Regions from separate parts of the Mus musculus genome. Here regions 2 and 3 are each linked to region 1. A link is a contact called in public Hi-C and HiChIP or PLAC-seq data. All regions are on one chromosome and are shown on one strand. The core of a region is the stretch at or near the end of the contact, and the rest is flanking DNA. Distances in the headings are between cores, read along the strand shown.

The links. A called contact is a pair of places that touch in the nucleus more often than the background predicts. HiChIP or PLAC-seq counts read pairs in DNA pulled down with a chosen protein or histone mark.
Region 2: a Hi-C map of liver shows a contact between it and region 1, with 4 times the contacts expected there. The contact joins two enhancer-like sites. A contact is called at or near these places in 4 of 39 promoter capture datasets (the 3T3-L1 cell line, hippocampal neurons, liver and 1 more), 2 of 484 Hi-C or Micro-C datasets (both in liver) and 1 of 115 datasets of contacts at active chromatin or transcription factors (pancreatic cancer cells).
Region 3: a contact with region 1 is called in a FOXA1 HiChIP or PLAC-seq map of pancreatic cancer cells. The contact joins two enhancer-like sites. A contact is called at or near these places in 1 of 39 promoter capture datasets (hippocampal neurons), 1 of 15 datasets of contacts at CTCF or cohesin (embryonic stem cells), 4 of 484 Hi-C or Micro-C datasets (cerebral cortex, cortical neurons, large pre-B cells and 1 more), 1 of 115 datasets of contacts at active chromatin or transcription factors (pancreatic cancer cells) and 1 of 9 other capture datasets (liver).

Annotation. Positions count from the first base shown.
Region 1 is chr13:34,052,202-34,055,623 of GRCm38.p6, reverse strand. The region is part of intron 4 of Bphl (biphenyl hydrolase-like (serine hydrolase, breast epithelial mucin-associated antigen)); the gene reads right to left. Among named protein-coding and RNA genes, the nearest start is that of Bphl, 16 kb to the right of the region's middle. Within about 2 kb of position 1,488, at least 28 of the 459 cell types and tissues checked have an H3K27ac peak or open chromatin away from gene starts, as enhancers often do. A contact at or near this core is called in liver and pancreatic cancer cells, where this site is marked.
Region 2 is chr13:34,464,388-34,467,809 of GRCm38.p6, reverse strand. It overlaps Gm40908 (a long non-coding RNA gene), which reads left to right. Exons shown (of 3, transcript XR_873224.1): 2 at 1-68. Among named protein-coding and RNA genes, the nearest start is that of Gm40908, 16 kb to the left of the region's middle. Within about 2 kb of position 1,794, at least 16 of the 459 cell types and tissues checked have an H3K27ac peak or open chromatin away from gene starts, as enhancers often do. A contact at or near this core is called in liver and pancreatic cancer cells, where this site is marked.
Region 3 is chr13:34,400,889-34,404,310 of GRCm38.p6, reverse strand. No RefSeq gene overlaps it. Among named protein-coding and RNA genes, the nearest start is that of Slc22a23, 57 kb to the right of the region's middle. Within about 2 kb of position 1,485, at least 31 of the 459 cell types and tissues checked have an H3K27ac peak or open chromatin away from gene starts, as enhancers often do. A contact at or near this core is called in pancreatic cancer cells, where this site is marked.

The DNA.
Region 1 (3,422 bases), core at 239-2,738:
GCATCCGTCTTCACTATGTGACGTGTTTTAAGTAAAACAAGCGCACATGGCATGCAGGGATGGCAGCAAGCTGACAGTGGATCTGTTGCCCAACATGGTTTCTTAAGGCAGACAGGCAGGTAGCATACAGAGCGTAATAGACACACTGGACAAAGGGATGGTTTGTGTTCTGGGTAGCATGTAGCAGCATCAGGTGTGGCAGAATACACCAACATTTTTTTCACAGTGGCACACAATTTAGGACGTAAGGATTGATTACTCTGGAATTTTCCATTAACAATTTCAGAACACAGCTGAGTGAAGCTACAGAGAGTAAAGCCAAGGTAATGGGAGGCTGTGTTCCAATCTGAACCCAGTATGTACTGCACTCCCAGGTAAATCATTTACTAGGGCAAGACATTTAGCAAGAGGAACACATAGAGAGAAACGACTGAGTTCAGGTTGTAGACATAGTGAGGTATCTATGTGGCAATCAGATAAGAATCACATGAAGAGTCCATTGTGTGGGGCTCAGGAGAAAACAGAAGGGCACAGAGTGGGGACAGCATGGCATGGTGGAGTGCACCTGCAATCTGAGCTACCCCGGAGGCTGAGGTAGGAGGATAGCTCAAGCCCAAGGGCTTGAGGCCAGCATGGGCAACACACTGAGATGCCATCTTTAAAGGTGGGGAAGATGAGGCTGTCAGTCAGCATGTCAGTCCAGATCTGTGGAGTTCACAAGCTAACCAGCCTCAGCTAAGCTGTGAACCCCAAGTTCAGTAGGAGATCCCATTGCAGAAAACAAACATTGGAAGTGGACCTCTAGCCTCCACGTGTACAGCCACATGTACATGCACCCCCACGCTGATGCATGCATGTGTGTGTGTGTGAGTGCCCCCACACAGACATGTACACACACACACACACACACACACACACACACACAGAGTAAAAGAGGAGAGGATCAGAACAGAAAGCAAGGCCAGCTCCAAGGGCCTCAATGACGCTGTCCCAAATATCAAAGTCAGAGAGCAAACAGAGAGGGATGCCAGGACCATGACAGCACAGTGGCCGGAAAGCCAACCCAGAGGGAGCTCGTGGAGAGGGAGTGCACTGTACCATGCACAGCAGGAGACTGCTTTCAAAGGTTAGAGGGAGGGTTGGGGGAGGACACAGAGCAGCCAAGAGCCCAGAGGGTTTGCTTACATGGAAGGCAGTGTCTCCACTGGGCTGGTGGGCCAGAGGCCTCCTTCTGGGTTGAGAAAGTGGCCAGGGTGTTGAAGGAGGGAATTGGAGGTATCCTGGACAGTGAAGAGTATTGTGGGACAGAGAGAGCTTTCATTTCAGGAAGCAGGGGACACATCGGAAACCCACTCTTTGGTGACTATGACAAAGGGGTAAAAGGGTGAGAGTGCCCAGGACAAAGTGTCATCGTGTGGGCATGTGCGAAGCATTACAAGGCCCACCAGGGTGAGGGCTGCGGGACACCTCAGAGCACCCTGGGAGCTGCTATTGCGTGATTACTGAGAAGGACGTGGGCGGAGAGAGGGGAAGGTGTACTGAGGAAGGGCAGCCCACAGGAAGACAGAAGAGTTAGAAACTGGAGTGGAGCCAGACCGGGGAGGGGGGGGGTAGCGAAGCTGAGTGGACCTCTTTGAAGTTCCAAGGGTTTTTTAAGTGGGAGATGGAATTGCTTGATTTCTGTCCTACAAAGGATTCCACCCCCTCTGGAGGACAGAATATCCCAAGAGGCCAAGGTTCTTAGCAGGAGGGTGACGGGTATGGGGGAGGAGGATATAACTCAGGAGTCATTGTGTGGCATGAACAGAACAAAGCCACCAGGAGATGCAAAGGGCAGAGGGAGACTGATCCCTCAGGAGAAGGCTACACGCATTCAGAGGGCGTGGACTGTTAGCTGAATGGCAGAGGAAAGGTGAGTAGAGATGGGGCGGCATTCAACTTTAGAACTTTAGATAGTCCAGATCCGAGGGTGCAACGTAAGCCATAACAAAGTAAAAGAATTGAAACCGGACAGATATGTTTCCCAAATCTAAAAGAATTAAATGCTAATAGCAGAAAGATATCTAGGACACCCTAGGTATTTAGAAATTAAACGTTACATTTCTAAATGCCTATAAATGAACGCAAAGTTTGAGGCGCTATTAGAAAAGATATTTTGAACTATCTCTTGCTGAGTGAAAATATAACACAGTAAAATCTGTAGGTTTTGAGATGGCTAATTTTGGGTGTTAACTTGACCACACCTGGAAACAACTAAAAAGCAAGCTGCTGGACACTCCTATGAGGGATTTTCTTAATCAGATCATTTGAAACAGGAAGACCCACTCCACATGTGGGTGGCACCTTCTGATGGCAGCCCAGATAACAGGACAAGGAAGAAGGAAATTTCTTTGTGCCTGCTTGACTTCACTCTTGCTGGCAAGTCCATCTATCCTATTGCTGGCTGTGCTGGCTGGTTTTATGTCAACTTCACACTATCTAGAGAGTCGTTTGGGATGAGGGAACCTCAGTTGAGAAAATGCTCTCACCAGACTGCCTGTGGACAAGTGTGTGGTGCATTTTATTGCTTGATGATTGACATGGGAGAGCCTGGCTCGCTGTGGGTGGGACCCCATGAGCCGGTGGTCCTGAGCACTGTAAGTGTACAGACTCAGCAAAGAAAGAGGAAGGCAGTAAGCAGCATCTCCCCAAGGCTTCTGCTTCCATCTCTGCCCCCAGGTTTCCACCTCAAGTTTTTGCTCTGATTTCTCTCAGGGTAGAGTGTGACCTGAGAGTTGTAACGTGAAATAGAGCCTTTTCTCTTGTAGTTGCTTTTGGTCACGGTTTTTGCATAGCAATAAGAATCCTAACTAGGATATAGCGGCATTCCTTCCTCAATGTTCAAACCACCTTCTTCAGGATTCCAATGTTGACTGAAGGCCAATGGCTGTTCAAAAATCCTCCAAGCCTTTGGAATGGAACTGCTAAGACATTCAGCCTTGCCAATGGAGACCCTACTAGACAGGACTGGATTCTCAGTTGCTCAGGTGTGAGACAGCCCTTGCCGGGCTGCCAAGGCTGCTTCCTAATCTGTATTTAATAAGTCTAATTAATCTAATAGATCTTTATATGCACAGGTGCTTAGCTCTAGCAGCTCTAGAGGAAAATTTACAGCATTAAATGATATATTAGAAAAGACTAAACATCTCAAAGCAATAATCTAAGATTTCTACTCTGAGATTGGAGGGAATAAAGCGAATCAGAACCCAAAGCAAGCAGGAGGAGGACAGAAATAATGGAAGACAGAAAACAAAACCAAGCCAACATTAGAAACAGATACTTTAAAAGATCAGTGACTGGCCGGGCAAGGAAGATGTGACACAGATGACCAATGTGGACACAGGAGGTGTTTCTACAGACCTTACAACTTAAGGCATGACTCA
Region 2 (3,422 bases), core at 545-3,044, 410 kb before region 1:
AGTATTCCTCCTGTCCCCTCCCTCTTGAGCTGGGGATAAAGATGTGTGCCAGTTGTCCAACTTCTTATGTGAGTACTGAGATCCAAATCCCTGTCCTTGTGGTTGTGTAGCAAACATCAGTGAGCCATCTCTCCACTCCCACATTTATTTATTTATTTATTTATTTATTTATTTATCTATCTATCTATTTTGGTTTTTCGAGACAGGGTTTCTCTGTATAGCCCTGGCTGTCCTGGAACTCACTTTGTAGACCAGGCTGTCCTCGAACTCAGAAATCCACCTGCCTCTGCCTCCCAAGTGCTGGGATTAAAGATGTGCACCACCACTGCCCGTGCCACTCCCACATTTAATAGTTTTACATATATATACAATTAAGAACAGGAATCCATATGCATGTACTTTAATAATTGATGGAGACATGTTGAAATTCAGACAAAGCATTTGTGGATAAGAACTTCAAAGATTCCACTTGGTTTTTTGTTTCGTTTTGTTTGCTTGTTTCTGATAGGTATTTTAGTCATTTTACCTCTCCTGGTAGTATTTGTGTACTTAATTTGTTTAAAAGGTTATTTTGACAATTAAGAATAGGAAGATAAATAACAAATTGTCTCCTGGCCAAATTATAAAAAATTCAGAACTAGTAGAATTTTACTGTTCACACCAAAAGTGGAAAAGAGGAAGCATCTTCTTCGATACCTCTCTCTCTCTCTCTCTCTCTCTCTCTCTCTCTCTCTCTCTCTCTCTCTCACACACACACACACACACACACACACACACACACACACACACACACGCACGCACGCACGCACGCACATCTTGATTCTCTCAATGTTCGTCTATCAATATCATCTTGTTTTTTTTTGATTTCCTATGACCCTGCTAAAGGAGCATCATGAAAGTCCACGAGTGAGTGATCTTTCTTTAAGATTCCTTAGGGTCAGATTGGGCTAGGGACACACCAATCTTAGGGATAAAGTACTTGCTTTGCCATGCCAAGGGCAACTGGGCAACCCTACCTGCAGGGATCAGAGTGGTGGATCAGGAATTATCCCAAAGAAAGAAGCAAGGACTGAAACACTCACAGGATTTCAGACAAGCTCATTGTGGCATTCCCTGGAGGATGGTAGAGACACATTCTTATGCCTGGATCAAAGGATGGTATTGCCTCTATGTTAGGAGCTGAGGTAGGAAAAAAAAAAAGACGTGAAAAAAAAATCTGATATTCTAACTCTATCTCAGGAGTATCTCTCTGGATGAAAATTAAGCTCCAAACCAGGGATCAGTAAAGAAGGGATTTCCATCACTGTCCAACCTCCGTTTGAACTTCTTTTGGGCAACCCTCACAGTCCCTGTTTCAAGCATTACCAGATGTCTCTAAAGAATTCCCTGCACTATTGAACTAAAGATCATTTTTCTAACAGTGTGTAACCCACCAAATAGCTCTATGGAATTTTCTGGCACTGAGGGAAATTTTTTAAGCATATATTTCAAGTTAGACACAGCAGGGGTAGAGCTACATGACCCTGTTTGTCACCTGTGGTGACATTAATGATCATGGTAATTGGAATTTGACAGAACAGCTCCTGCTTTCCATGGCCCCTGTGGGCTCTATATCACATGTAAAGTCACCTTCCACATTGCTGTTAATGGTGTTGACATGTGTGCCTCTGTGAGCTGTGGATAATTCAGGAGAAAGCAGCTGTGTTCTCTGGACAGCCAGAGAACATGCACCCCTCACAACACTCCTCATGGCTAACTTCCCACTCAGCAGGGGTGGGGCCAGAGAGCTGGTGACTGTGTATGTCAACATCAGATCAGGTTGAGGTTTAACCTAGTGGTAGGGTTCTTGGCTAGCAGTCACAGGGCTCTGGGTCCTAGCCCCAGAACCACAAGAAATCCACACTGAATGTACAAAGATATCCTTCCCCTACACACACACACACACACACACACACACACACACACACACACACACACACACACAAACATTGGCCACCATGTCTTCCCTCTCCAGCACAGGATAAGGTTCTAGGAAGACAGTCACTGCCGTTATACAGCTCCAGGCTCCAAGAGAGACAGAGGGAAAGAAATTCAGACTACCAGGTGTCAGTTGGTTTTAATTTACATTTTTGGCCTGTAATTCCACCTTTAGCCTTCGCCCTCTTCTCGTGTTCGCCAAAACCACAGGAACATTTCTGCTCTATGTTCTGGCACCTAACCCTTATCTCTGACTTACAAAGACTCACCAGCAATTCTTCTCCAGAAAGACCTGAGACTCGGGGATATTCAGCAACAGCCTGTCCCAGACAGACAGATACACATACACACACACACACACACACACACACACACACACACACACAGAGGCATGAGCATACACATGTATGCACACACACACAAATACACACACACAAACACACACACACAAACACACACACACACGCACACCACAGCCTTTCCAAACCCCATACCTTGTGCTACCTGTTTCATTTGTCCCAGTACTTCTTGTTCCTGTTTCTTGTCTGCCTAACTCTTGGCTGAGGAGGGAGGCTCAACATTCTTTTTATTTATACATCACATGCCTAGAATTACACTTGCCAATAAATAAATAAATACATAAATACATAAATACATAAATAAATGTTGCTCATGATATTTACGCCATTAATTTCAGACACATCTACATTTTAAAAAAATAAAATGCTCAGATATTCGCATAGAGAAACCTCAATATCCAATTTTCTTATTTACAGCTTATCAAAAGGCTCTATTTAGGATGCAAAGAGAAGCAAAAGGAAGTGGGGAAGGCGGTCCTTCTAGAAGGACATTGAAGAGCTTCCCCTCTGTGCTAATGAAAAGTTGAGACTACTCTATGGGGCCAGCTCTCATTTTTCAAAGCAAAGATCTCCTTCCATGCTATCAAGGGCTTGAGACCCCCTTCTGACTTTTGGAGCTGCCCTAGAGCTCCAGTTGCCATGTATTAAACATCATTTGGTCTTCAAAAGTGACACAATGACATCTCTTGGGGCAAGACATCTAACATAGTTGGGGGATTTGTATGTATTGAATAGGACTGCTGCCTTGGGCATGGGTTCCTGGTCAGTAGTGCTTTCTCAGAGGCAACATGCCCACTGATGTAGTGGACAAACTGTCCTCAGAGAAGGGCCTTCCAAAACCCAGCCCTGGTGTCCATTTGTTAAAAACGAAATGATTCTGTGAAATAAGTCAGGCACATAAAGACAAGAATGTTCCCAGCTACATGTGGAATCTGACAGATGAACATCAAGAAAATAGAATGGGACAGCGGTGCGTAAGACTTGGTAAGGGTATTGGAAGGAAGGAAAGAGCATAGACACAAGGAGATCACCTGAGTGGAGGGTAAGGTCCAGCCCACTAGAACTCAGTTGCAACAGTGGTTGACA
Region 3 (3,422 bases), core at 236-2,735, 350 kb before region 1:
GGGTGACCTGTAGCTACTTCTTTCAAACTTATCTTTGGTTCTATTGTGTCTCAGCACAACAGCCTGGTGGTCAGTGAGTTTTCTGGGACTACTTAAATCTTACATGGATAACTTACAGGCAGAAACATCAACCAAGACGCATCTCCCTTCCTGGCAACCACTTTATATCATCAGAGAGAAAAAGAGCTCTCATGAGCCTCACAACCCAGGGAATATTATGGACCCAACCTGTGATAGTCTAATTCAAGACAGTAATGATCATATCCAACTTAGAGGGGAAAGCTACACAGTGTGAATCAACAAGAAGATCCCATTGTGGTAGCATATGGCTTGTAGCCTTCCAAGACCTTCCCAGTGTGATTCTGACATTCTTTCCCACCACTCTTCCCATGACACTTCAACAAGTCTGTATATCTACAAGCTATTAGCTAAGTGCTCCTCTCTCTCCAAAGATCTAGACTATTCCCACCATGAGAATCTGACTAGTGATATCATTGCTGTACATTATTTATAGTACCTATTATATTACATAATAATATACAATTTAACAATTTACATATACATATATAACTTTAAAATTTATACAACTTAACAATTAGTATCTATGTTAGCTTAATATGTAAAGTTAAATAGCATTTAATATAACATTATAGTAAATAAGAAATTAGAGAACGTTGCTGAAGTATGCATATAGATTATAATTCTATAATATTGACATATAGCATGTACAATAATATACTTATATATTAATGCATAATATTTTATAGCATTTAATAAAAAATAAAACATTAGACAATATGTGAATATACATACATTAAAATTGCATATAGTATATTGCTGTAATATATATGCTAATATACTTGTGTTAATTTAAAATATGGAGTTTGAAGTATTTAGTAATAAAAATATTGAGTGATGCATTAATAGATAATTAGAACATTAAATATAATATTATAGGTAATATACTATAGTCTAATATCATTAGTTATTACTAAATTATAGCATATAATGATTACAGCAGTATATAATTATATATGTATGTGTAGATATGATGGGTCACAATATTTTTCTGAACTTGCTGCTCTTCTGAACATTTTGAGTGTACTGACACTTAACATATCATCTTATTGCCTTCCAAATGCTTTGAATTCTCTCATTTACTTTTTACAACAGCTCTCTGATGCAAGTATTTTTATTATTCCAATACTTAAAAACACTGTACCTTTTGGCAAGCCCTGTGCTGTGCTTTGAGCTTCATCTGGAAGTCACTGCATGCACCCTCCCTGCTCAGTAGGAGTAGCTCTCATCCTCCTACCCCCACCATGCCTTCTTAGGTCTCTGTGATGTGGAGGACAGTCCTCTGAGTCTGCCTTCTGAGGAGTCCTAGCTCCTGCCTCTCTGAGAAAGCCATGAGGGAGCAGGTCAGACCTTACTCCTTCCATTTGGCAGGAGTCTCAGAGCTTGTCCTAACTGGCCAAATTGGATTACATATATCTGCATGCACTCTTACTTAGTCTTGAAAACTGGTTTCTACACAGGGGGGTGAGTCATACAGTTGGTAATTTCCCACTGCCGCAGAATTACCTCTGCCATATCCTTCAAATGTTTGTCAGGCTTCCTAGCTGGATATAATGTATCCTGTTATTTGTTCATGACACAGAAGACAGACTTCAATAATGGGGTTAGTAAATGGCTAGGGTAAGGAGGGGATGAGTTCTGAGTTGAAGATCCCTAAGCCCCTCTCACTCCACAGAAGAAATGTGGTTATTCACATTTGTACCTAAGCTGTGGCTTGCCAACAGGAAAGAGCGCAGCAACGCCCTGACACTGTACCATCTTCTCCATCAAAAACGTCGGAAAGGCCTTCAGACAGGTTAGTTGCTCGTGCCTTTTCCAGTTTCTGCAGAAGGACTCAGATATACTATGTTCTATCTTACTAGGAAGCATATGCTATTGGAAACATGACCCTGGGAAGCTGGCATTCTCGTTAAATTTAATTCTATTCAATAGGTATTCAAAAGAGAGGCTGAAGCTACCATGAGCTCTCCTCATCCCTCCTGCATTGGTACTCAAGCCCCAATACTGTCACAAGCATTTCTGCTAAGGCTTCATTTATACACCCTGACTAGAAAACAAAAGAACCTGTAGTAACTAAACATACATTCATTAGAATTGGACATCTTATCGCTTCTTGGCCTTTTGGCTAAGATCAAGTGCAGAATTGGACATCTTAAATTCTTTCTTCCCAAGCCCTTTGCACCCACAAAAATGGATACCATCCTGGGTACATAGGTATATAAAATGGATCTACAAATCAAACACTCACTGATACTAAGTCATTAAGAAATCTATTTCTAAAAAAATATTTGATATGCAAATGATTATGCCATTTATTAAAGATGAGAGTTACGTTTTCTAATGAGATTAAATCTTGGCTGAATGTTTGATATTGAAGGATGAAGAGCATATTCTACAAGTTTCAAGTTGGTCAATATTTTGATTTTATACTCATTAATGCTGAAGATAGTGCTTTGTATAAACACGTAGTCCAAAGTTACAGAAGTGTGCTCAGGACCATTTCAAAAAGTCATTGGAAATTCTTTCTGAGTCCCAAGCACAAATTAATTTTCTTTCTCTCTGTTTGTTTGTTTGTTTGTTTGTTTGGTGTGTGCCCACATATATGCTAGAACCTGTGGAATCTAGGAGAGGCCATTGGATCCCCTGACACTGGAGTTGCAGGTGGTTGTAAACACCATGCAGGGGCTGAAAACTTAACCCAGGTCCCTCTTCGAGAGCAGTAAACGCTCTTATCTACTTACCGATCTTCCCAATCTCTGGTTTTATTTTTATGAAACTCCAGGCAAATAGAAATTTTAAAAAATCAAATCTTATAAGAATGAGACTATAGCTTGGGTGATAGAATGTGTGTCTAGCATCCATGAAGCCCTGGAGTCAATCCCCAGTAATACACAAACCAAACGTGGTGGTAAACACCTGGAATCCCAGCTCTTTTGGGTATAGAGGCAGGAGAATTAGATATCCAAGCTTATCCTTGGCTACATCACAAATCTGTGGTCTGGCTAGGATGCCTGATGCCCGGACTCAGTAGGAAGGAAAGAATTCTAATAGGATACATTGCAAAGATATACTGCACACTGAGTAATGGCAGAAGGAAACATTTAGTCTTTGTTTTTTATAAGTATAGCACAGGATGTTTCCATAAGAATAGAAAACTTTGTAGCTACAGGGTAAACATTGTGGTTTATAACACACAGTGTCTTATTTCTGAGCTGAAGTGTTCCAGGCAGAGACCACTGGGATGGAGTGGTGTGAGTGTGTTCAGAGAGCAAATCACACATGTGTGTTCAGAACGGAGGCTGCGGTGAAGCCACGGGAAGGCAACTCGGGTGACCACCGACAGA